2 separate regions of the Gossypium hirsutum genome follow, and region 2 is linked to region 1. The links are chromatin contacts, called in public Hi-C maps. All regions are on one chromosome and are shown on one strand. Each heading gives the region's core, a stretch centred on a gene start, on an enhancer-like site or on the middle of the called end of the contact. The rest is flanking DNA. Distances are from core to core; before and after follow the strand shown. Region 1 holds the start of LOC107952716 (nuclear pore complex protein NUP214). Region 2 holds the start of LOC107945318 (glucan endo-1,3-beta-glucosidase 6).

Evidence for each region. A called contact is a pair of places that touch in the nucleus more often than the background predicts.
Region 2: a Hi-C map of leaf shows a contact between it and region 1, with 4 times the contacts expected there. The contact joins the promoter of LOC107945318 here to the promoter of LOC107952716 in region 1. A contact is called at or near these places in 3 of 34 Hi-C or Micro-C datasets (callus and leaf).

Annotation. Positions count from the first base shown.
Region 1 is chrA08:24,540,476-24,546,083 of Gossypium_hirsutum_v2.1, forward strand. It overlaps LOC107952716 (nuclear pore complex protein NUP214), which reads right to left and starts at 2,461. Exons shown (of 18, transcript XM_041075940.1): 1 at 2,026-2,461; 2 at 1,724-1,935; 3 at 1,430-1,598; 4 at 964-1,110; 5 at 289-413. The coding sequence starts at 2,224.
Region 2 is chrA08:24,859,085-24,864,692 of Gossypium_hirsutum_v2.1, forward strand. It overlaps LOC107945318 (glucan endo-1,3-beta-glucosidase 6), which reads right to left and starts at 2,830. Exons shown (of 2, transcript XM_016879277.2): 1 at 1,869-2,830; 2 at 1-257. The coding sequence starts at 2,200.

The DNA of each region.
Region 1 (5,608 bases), core at 1,211-3,710:
ACTAGAACAAAATGAATTAAAGAAGATGCAATCAAGAACAAGAAAAGAATAGTACCAGAAGGGTAAGCCCAAAAGCTGGTGCCAAAGCAACCTATATAATTTAGGTATGCAACTCTAAAGACAAATGAAATGCAGACATTACTATTCAAATAGCAGTTGACTCCAAACTAGCCTCTCTGATCGTTAATCATCATACTAATTGCAACAAACAATAAAGTTGATAAACTAAAACTTATTGCAAACAAATTCAAAAGAAAATTATCAATTTACTATTGAACTAATACTAACATCTGTGATTTTGCCTGACTTGCTTTTGACTACTTGGACGAGGTAATTTTCTTCTTTCGCATCTCTGGTAAACTGAAAGCATCCAAGAATAATGCAATCAGGATGAATCCATCTGATGGTATCCACTGACAAAATTATTCACAAAAGAACTGTTCAGTTTCAAATGTTAAGAACGCAAAAAATTTGTAAAAAAAGAAAAACCATATATATATTAGGATATGATTTTAAGCAAGTTTTAATCATATCAAATGCACTTTAACTACTGTAGCTACCAGAACGAAAACATTAACCTGGAATGATAGTGATATCTCAATTATAAATTTTTAATCAGAACAATGAATTTAAGCTCCAAATGTTTTAACAAATACTGTTAAGCACTTCAAAACACTTGTACAAACACAATAGCATTCACCATGCAAATCAATGCCATCAAGCATTAAAACCATAGCATGGACTCCACAAAGAGCTGTCCAAGATTTTATCTTAGTTCACTTTTGATAAAATAAAAGGAAAAAGGAAATCTTAACTTTTTTGACAAAGAAGAGAATGTAACTTCTAATATAATCATCAAGATGCATAAAATTACAAACAGGAGTAATCCATGACTAACATGTAAGAAAAATCAAAAAGCAAATGCAAGATAAAAATCTACAAGCAATTTGATAGATACCCCACCTTTTACAGTGCAATCATCGTTGGAATCACCAACCCAAGACTTGAATGAAAGAGCTACGCATAATTTTTCATTGAATTTGGATGACAAAATACAAAGGCTATTATCTTTGGCCACGGCAACAAAAGCACCTTTTGCACTCCATTCAACTAAGAAAACAAAATAAATATTGTTAGATCTTAGAACACAAAATTTTCAATCAGGGAGGGGTGAAAGAGGAAGCAAGATGGTTAGTTGATGAAATAGCAATCTTTCATAAGATACTATTCAAACAATGTTAATACATAACAAGCCAGGTGCAACTACCACAAAACATAGAAAGGTCAAGAAAAGGAAGGGCAAACGTAAACAAATTAGAGAAGCATACAAGGACCTCTGTATTTTACTAGAAAATAAGGAAAAAAAAAAGCCAATCACTGTGATGTTTTAGTGACGATTTATAATTGAAAGATAGATGTTCTGAGATACCAGCATCAACATTATCCATCACATGCTTAAGAGGATGTGCAAGAGTTCCATGATATAGCTTTCTATCATCTGAAAGAACTAGGAAAGAGTTATCCTTCTTCTTTCTCCAACGAATATCCTTGACAAAGCTTGACTGAGGGAGCGAAGTGGAGAAACATGGCTTTATGTCCTACATACAGGCAGAGTCATGCATGAACAAGATGTCATATTAGAAACAGCCTCTTAATGAAAGAGTAACTTATTAAGAAGGGAGCTGACAGAAGAAATGAATATCAGGTGCTACAGTAAGAGTACCTTATTAAGAAGGGAGCTGACACTGAAGAAATGAATATCAGCTGCCACAGAAACTGCAAGTCTGGTGTCGTCGATGGTGGAAAGAGCAAGAATGTGAACCTTGCCAATGGGAACTTCCACCAAACTCAGATCTTCAATACTTGAAGAGGAGGCTTTTTCCCTAATGTCCTTGGCTAAATCAATCACATCCTTGGTCCTCGCCACCAAGAACCCTAAAACATTCGGTTTAGTTTATATTACCAGCTTAAAAGAGCAGAAATACAAAGAAAGATGTTAAAAAGCAAAAAGGCAAGAAAGAGAACCCCCAGAAGAATGAGCTAGAAACAGGAGTTGGAAACGTTGGGAGAGGACAAGGGGCTGAGAAGGAGGACTTCGGAGATCGAACTGGGAATCCGGTTGAGATTTGACAGGAACGGGTTCGCCGATTTTCTCGAAGAAGAAATCCTGGGTTTCGACATGCTCCCCTTCATTCTCTTCACAAATTTCAAGCCGGCTGCTCATGTCCAGTATTCAATTGTTCAACTTCTCTGACATTAATCAATCTATCCGATCAGTTCAACAAAACCCTAACGCTAGTAAGACACCCTCGGCGGCAAAACTTCCCCGTCTAATAGTAATATGAGAAAGAGGATACTGTAAATGGGCTTTCCGACTGGTATTTTTTCTCCAGCCGGAGATTATTTGATGGGCTAACCTTTTTTCACTAAACTGAAGACAGTGGCAGGCTTCATTGCCTTTTCTTTGGGTTCAATAGTGGCGGTTTGCATTAGGTTTAGAGATTTAATTTAATAATATAAATAATCCAAAATGTGAAATTTAATTTAATAATATAAATAGTATATATATAAAATTATTACTATTTAGGTTTAGAGATTTTTTTTGGTAGGTTTTTATTTTTAATTTGGAGGTAAAAGGTGAGAAATAAAAATTTAGGAGGAAAATAAAAAGTTTTGAGGGATAAAAGAGTAAAATTTTTGGGAAATGTAAATAGAGAAAGTAAAATTTTAGAGGGAAAATATTTAAAAAATTTGGGGGGAAATGAGTTTGAGGTAGAAGGGATGTGGGATAGGGGAGGAGTAAAAGTTTTAGAGAAGAAGTTTGGTAATTTGAGGTAAAAATGTAAAATATTACAGTTCAATATTTAGTTTATTCAAATTATTCGAATTCGAAAATCAAACTCGATTCAAAAAAATTCGAGTTGACTAAAATTATTTGATAAATTCGAATAACTCGATTCGTTTAATGCTAAATTTAAAGTTTTTTTTTTTAGTTTTTCGAGTTGAATTAAGTTTTGCTCACCCTACCCTAAGCTTTGTCCAAAAGTACATAGTTGGTACTTGAACTTGTCCAAAAAACACCTAGTTGTACCTAAACTTGTCCAAATATTATACTTTTTAAAATTAGTTTATATCTTTTAAAAGATTTTTTTATTGTTTTAATTTATATCCACCATGTATCATTATAGGATTGGTCATTAATTCCTCATCCACAAACTAGCGGTATTAATTTAAAGGTACCAATATGGGTGATAAAATACAAGTTCATGTATCAACTAGAACAAAAAAAGGTTCAAGTAATAATCAAATACTTTTTGATAAGTTTAAAGGCAAATTACATATTAACCTTTTGTCTTTAAAGTAATTTTTTATTGAGACAATTTTTTATTGGGACAAGTGGGGCTGGGTTTACAACTAAAATATGCTTTCAACTTTTTCAGGATTATTTAAATTCATTATGGTTTAAAATATAATTTAAATATTTTAGATTGATTAGTATCGACATTATTGTTAATGTGAGAGTATGTGTATTCGAGCTTGTTGAAATGCATTTATCCTTCTAATTAAGGGTTGGAAAGGTATTATGATAATTTTAGACGTTATATCAAAAAATATATATTAATTTTTTTAGTAAATTATAAAAATAGCCAATCAACTATTAATGTGTTTCTATTTTGGTTAATAAAGTTTAAAATTTTATATTTTGGTCACTCATCTATTAAATAACTAATAAAAGCTTTTTTATTGGCATAATAACAATACTAGCCCTCCAATGTTTACAGATGCTACTAATTTTATCCAATTTCTAAAAATTTAACAAATTTAACAATCAACTTTACAAATTCTGGCAATTTAATTTTGATTCTTAAAATTTTAAAATTTTAAAAAATAAAATATATATTTAAAAGTTCATTTTTTCTATAAAAATATATAGATGTTTTAAAAAAAATACATACACAATTATAAATAAATTAATATCTATTTTTTCTAGTCCTCACCAAATTTTCCAAGCATTGGGTATAGTCTTAGCCAACAACCTCTAGCACTAATGACCCTTATTGCAAATTCCTCTATTTTCACATCCTCCGCCGTTGCACCATCCAACTAAAAGTCAATTGTAGAGCCTTCCATCTAATGAGTCTCTAAGACTTTACCTTCACATGTATAGCCCCAATTGTACCCACCACTAGGCTGTAGTTTTTGACTCAACTTGAACATAATAGTCGTTAATATTAAAAAAAGGGAAAAGCTGAATATGCTTAAGTCTTCTTCATGATTTTTCCCTTAAATTGATTTATTTATAAGATTATTATTTTATTGAGAAAATTATTATTTTAATAAATAAATTTCATGTTAGAAAAACAGAAATTTGGTTATTCATTTGTTTTTAAATATTTTTATAATTTTGAATATACTTTTCTCGAAAAATAATTTTTTAAAATTTTAAAATTTTTAAAATTTTTAAATTTAAAATTTTGAATTCTTAAGCATCAAAACTAAATTAACAAAACGAATAAAGATGAAGGCTAAATTTGTTGTTTTTTTTAGAATTAGGATCAAATTGATAGAATCTGTAAATACTGGAGGACTAAATTTGTTATTATGCCAATAAAAAAAAGGTTTTCGTTAGTGATTTAACAGATGAGTGACTAAGATATTATATTTTGATAACGTTAGTGACTAAAATAGAAACTTTAAACTTGAGTGACCAAAACAGAAATATACTAATAATTTGGTGACTATTTTTATAGTTTACCCTTAATTTTTTAAGTTCGCCCATATTTTTTTGACTTATTCCATAAATTGATACTTAAACTATATTTTTTTCCTAAGTTGGTACCTAAACTTTTTTATGTTAAAAGTGATACTTGATATGCTCCATTACTCAATCAAAGCTGTTAGCTCAAATAATCAAAATGAAATTGTCAAGAGTAGGGATGAATTGGCTTTTAAAAAAAATTGTAAAAGCTAGAGAGAAAATATAGAAAATTTTGACACAAGAATTTAGAATGGTTCAGCCCCAATTGTCCTCTTCACTACCTTAGCTTTTTACTACTAAGGATTTTTCCAAATTCACTAATTTGATAACCTTTGAAGACAATATCTAATCTTACAAACTCCCTTAAGGTTTCTACCTAAACCTTAAGATACAAACCCTTTCAAAGAGATACAAAGAAGCAAACAAATAGATAATCCTTACAAGATCAATGCGTTTGCAAATTAAGCTCAATTACAATGAAAAACACTTGAGCAAATAGAATGAAAATAAATCTCCCAAGTGTATGAAAGAAAAGTATGAAAATATTTGGCACAAAGGTTGTTTGATTAATTTTTTTTTTTGCTTGAATATGTTTTCTTGTTGTTGTAGGACATTTAAAAGCTGGTGTTTATACCTCTTAATTGATTTTCAACCGTTGTGGTTATTGGAGATATGAATAGAGCCGCTGGGGATGTGAAAACTAGTACACTTAGTTCACTTACAACAGAGAGTATCAATACCAGATAAATTGGTATCAATAATTTTTGCATTAAATGCAAAATTCAATGACTGTTGAAACTAGAATATCGATACCAGACAAATTATATCGATATCATATTAAAAATATCG
Region 2 (5,608 bases), core at 1,580-4,079, 320 kb after region 1:
AGGGAGAATTACTATCATTCAAGAACTTGACAATTTTAAGCATGGGGTCAAAGATATCAGTACGGAAATCACCACCAGACGGATAGGTATTTGAACTTGCATAAACATCAGCATTGAGAGGAACAGTAACCTTTACTTGGCTGCCAATCCCAGCTTTGATCAGGGCAGACTGGATATTACTAAGAGCAGGGAGGGTTATATGAAGATAGCTTCCATTATATGTCTCCAAGAAAGGTTCATTACCAACAGCAACATATCTGTAAAGAATGCCATGAAAATTAGAGAATGAAACTTGGCAATCCTAGAGTACGCGCCAAAATTTAACAGTCCAACATCTTTAGACATGCAGGCCAGTAGTCATATACATCTTAAGAGATATTCAAAAAAGGATATTTATGTGGTTAACAAGAGGATAGTTATTATACTTGCAACATCCAAACCAAATTTCCCAGCCAAATGCCCTGCCACACATACAATAAGGCTAAAGATTTTTAAGAACAACAAGTCGATGTATACTTAAACAAGTCATTGCAAAAGTTGAGAAGCAAATATGAAGTTACAAGCACATTTGCAGGATAATCACAGTGATAGACGCATATCAAGCTTAGAATATTTTAACCACAGGAGATGAAAAGATCAATGCCTCCAAATCAAAACCAGCCAGAATTTGAATTACATATTAAACATGGCTTCACTAACTAGTCATGCCTAAAGGTGATTGACCATGTTCCAGAGGGGAACAAGCCTTTTAAGGATGTTTTAACCATGTAAGTCTCAGACTATATCCTTCTAGTTTTGGTTAATTTATTAATAAATTATTCCAACTCATGAACAAATTTTAGATGTACATTGTAACAGAAGCCATTATTTAATCCAAATTAATATTTGGATAGCATAGATGCGGTGACATAGAAATCCATAATATACAAGCAATCCAGAAAGCAAAAGAGAAAGGGTAGACAGGAGGGAGGGCGGAATAGCTGACCATGGAAGCGGCTAGTTAGAGAAAAGCTAGTATTATAGCATATTTGAATTGGATCATAGAAGCTTGGTAGCACATAACTAAATACAAGTCCTCGAGAGAAAAGTACCAAACTGTTATCTATTTAAAGAATTGGTTTAGGGAGCGTGAGATCATGTAAAACAAGGTTTTCCACTGATCATGCTGGGGTTTTCCCATGACTATTCCAGTTTCCTGTCTCCGTTTCTAAAGAAACTTTCCTTACACACACTTTATATATCAATCCTTTCTGTATCATATACACATCGGTCAATAGCCATTCCACCCCTCTCTCTAGTCGCAACCTCAGCAAGATATCCTCTTGCACCCGAACACTAAAATCTTTTCAGCCCTCCCTTCTCTCTCTTTAAAAGACCAGTGCAATAGTTTCCATTTGCCACTTTTACACCTAAACTACTACGTTGCAAAAGCTAGAAGCCTAGCTCACACTTAGAACGATGCACAACAAGGATTAGCCTAACAATTTACCCTTTTTTAGACCTAAACTACCATAACATAAAGGACGATTACTTTCAATTTCATTAGTAGAACTTTCACAATCTCTAGGGAGAATTGACATCTTTTTATGCAAAATTAATTAGGAATCCTCCCTTGATTTCAACAGCAACACATCAAATAATACAGAGTAAATTGATACGTGAAGTGAAATCAGATTATTGGAATCAAAAGGACACTTTAGTATAAGAAATGGTTGTTAAATTCAAAAGACCACCACAATTAAATTACTGAAGCTTCAGCTCTAGATTCTAGTAACAGAAAAACAATTAGGCAAGAAGGATCTCAACAATTATATAAGAACAATGATAGGAAGTGAATCTAATTGAAGAGAAAAAGAAAGAAAGCTGACCTGATGTTGACATTATTGGAGGAGATATGTTCGGAGACATTTTTGGCAACCCATTTCTCAGCAGCCTTCATGCTGCCACCCACAGAAGCGAGCATGTCATTTGGGATACCCACCATGACCTCAATCCCAGTCTTACCTAGAGCCTTAAGTATACCATAATCTGCATCAAAAAGCTTCACTTTTTGAATCCCATTCTCTCTCAGCATCCTTACTACTGTGTCTGGGGGCAGAGGGTGGGATGTCTGTGTTCCCCAGTTCACACCAATTCCGTTCACACTCCACAACAAGGTAAACAAACATACAATCCCGATAGTAACTGTAATACACCCCATATTTTTCCTACCTAGTTTAGGCTTCCTTTGTTCCAAGCTTAACGGCTAACACTGGGAGATTAAATGGAACTGAGGAAGCAAATCTAGCAAAAACCAGAAGTTCAAGCCTACGAGGGAGCGAATAGTGTAATTAGCAGAAAAACCGAGCAACAAGCTTGAACTCAGAAACCCATAAAAAAACCAGGGAAATAACGTAACAGTGAAAATTGAAATCTACTAGTAGCTTATTCAAGAACATATCTTTGCACTGTAGTACTTTGAAGAGAATACAATACTAGCAGAGATTTTTAGAAAATGGAAAAAGTTAGTAAGGAATGGATGTGAGGGGTTTAAAGAAAAGGAAAAGAAACACCAGTAGTAGTCAGAGTGAAACCCAGATTCAGCGGTACAAATAAAATCAGAAAAAAATGAAAAAGAATAAGTGAGTTTAAAAAGGAAGAGGCAATGCGGACTTGGGCAAGTTAAGAATCCACCGTTGCAGCAACTTGAGTAAGAAGAAGTTGAGGAATCAGTGAGAGAGAAAGCAAAGCAAAGTAAGTGAGGAAAGAAAAGGAAAAAGACAGGAAAGGAAGGGAAATGTAAGGATAGAACCAGGGTGGGAACCTACGTGACGTGCGAAATGTGTAGACAAGCACGAAATCCGAAAAGCAAACCAAAATAAAATAGGAAGGGGGCCCATGGGAAGCTATAAATAATACAACAAAACTGCTCTGGTTTGACGGAGACATGATGTCGTTTGTCTATTTGATAACTGATGAGAGAGTAAAGTGCGGAATGGCGATCGGCAGTTATAAGTTAGTGTTAAGATCTTGAAGCTGGGATTGGGCCATTCTACAGCTAATGGAGCCTTCGCTCTTATCCGGCCCTCTCCAATTTGACGGTCAAAATCTCAGGTTTTTATTACCTGCTCTGCATTGCTTGCACTCATCAATCATTGCTTCATCTTCTGAGTTTGGTTTATGCTACTGCTACCCAAACCATAGTTTCGTCAAGCTTAGTTGTGTAGCCAGTACATTTGAATTTGATTTCTTTTTGGATTTCTTTTAATTATTTAATTATTTTTTATTGAAGTAGTTGATATAATTATTCTTTTTAATATTTAAAATATTTTAATTTTTTTAAGTTTTTTAAAGTATTCATTAAAACTAATTTAGTAATTAATTATTCACTTTTTATGAGTTCAATAAAAGGGTATATATTGACCATAAATTTTAAATTTACTCTATACTCGATAATTTTTTTAATTATAAATTATTTATTATTGTAGATAAACATATTGGGAGATAAATTTTTATTATTTTTTTAAGATAAATATTTTATTTATCTTTTCTATTTATCATTATGTATTCATTTATCTCTTATTTGTCTTTGATTTTGTAAACTTTATCATTATTTGTACCTCAACATTTGTATAATAAATTTGTGATTCAAGTGAACGAGAATACAACAACAAGAGTTACATTCTCTATTAATCTTTGTTCTTTCCTAATTTTTTATTTTATTTTCGTGGAATATTAGTTATTTTTCATGACTCTTCAACCAAAATGCAAAGATTTAAAAAATATATATTTAATGTTTCATATCTAAATTATTTATAATTAATTAATTATGATTATTTAAATTAACTAACTTGACTATGTAAAAGTTTTGAAGAGAAAAGATTTAGAATAATTAAAAAATATTGGTAGGGATAGTTGAACACTAAAAAGGGTATTAAATGAGATGAAGTATAATTTTATCTTAAATTTGTAATTTGGGTGACAAGTAGGATTTGATGGAATAATTTCCCAATTTCTAAAATTTGGTAAAATGTGAAAGGACATAAAGACGGGGAGTTTAACAATTTGAGAGAAATGAGAAATAAGATAGGTTAAATGAGGGCCCTTTGATCAAGTCTCATGATCTTGACTGGCAAAGCTGAGCTATAGGTGCCATGGAATTGGATTTTTAAGAAGAAAATGAGGAACCTGAAAATTCCTTTACAAAACCATTTTCATCTCTTTCTTCACCTCCCACCTTAAATCTTTAAAAACCACTATGGTCTACACTTTTATAAGCTTAGTTCCAATCTTTGAAAATTTTAAAAGGTTAGAAAGGTAAAGAAGCAATGGCTTCTTCTCAAATCATTAATGTAGTCTTAATTTGAGTATGTAGTTATTGAAGAGGAAACAAAGGCAACGAAAAGATTGTAGATTTGAAAGGAAGTAGTTGACTTTTGTCAAGTTATGTTATAAATAAATTATGGATTAAATGAAATATGCCTACCAATTGATTGAATTAGAGTATGATTAAATAGGTAAGATTTAGAGAGTTGTTTATCATGTGGATATGAAATAAATTTTATTTGTTTTTTGATACAATGTCTAGAATTACTTATAATCTCTTTCAAATTTTTAAATAAGAGCATAATGTAGTCTAGGTCATTTTTTGGCTTTCAACCAATTGATCATTTCCACTATTCTCGAACCTCCAATTGCTTTGAGTGTGGACTCAAACAAATCGAACTAGTGCACATAATCAAATGTTTATTTAACTTTCAATAAGAAAGTTAATTCTCTTTATAAATCGAAAATTATAAGTATTCTTACGAATAATAGATTTTTTTTAAAAAAATAAGTTGTCACAAATAATAGAATATCGGTGTACTGCAAGTATATAAGTCAAATTGTAATATAATTTTAGATTTACAACGGAATACTTTTGTATTCCAAGGATCATACCAAAAAGAGGCATGAACTAAAATTGAATCAAATAGTAACAAAGAACATGTAAAGGTGAGTCTAAATAGCTACTTCCCTAATTACTATAGTACGACTAAACGTAAATTGAGAGTATAAAAACTAAATATTACTAAAAAGATCTAATTGCATAAATAATAAACTAGCAGAAAAATCAATCGGAAATGACAAACAGGAGTTGATAAATTTCCATGGTTGTAATTAATCTAGACTTAGTAATTTTTATTAGTTAACTCTCTATTGGTTCAATTAATACCTTTCGACCTACAATTTTACCAATCTTACAATTTAGTCCACTTATCTTTCGACCTAATGGATCTAAACTAGATAATTGAATTGGTTCTGGTAAAATCTCCTTTTGGTCTCATTTACTTAAATTTCCACCTAGAGTCTTCAATTTTAGGGTTTTAAGTTCATTCAATTTAATCATATTAATCAGTTAAATCCTAAGCTAAGATAGCTACTCCCACTTCAATTACCTAACTTCCTTAATATTTTAGTTACAACCCATTCTAATGACATCAAACTCGTTTAATTCGTAAATCATTAATAAAGCTAATAATAGGGAGTAGTGTTGAGAGATGCTCACTAATCTAAAGACTTTTAATTGTGGAGATCGTTTTTGGACAACAACTGAAATTCTTGTTATAGAAGCATTTGATCACTCTCA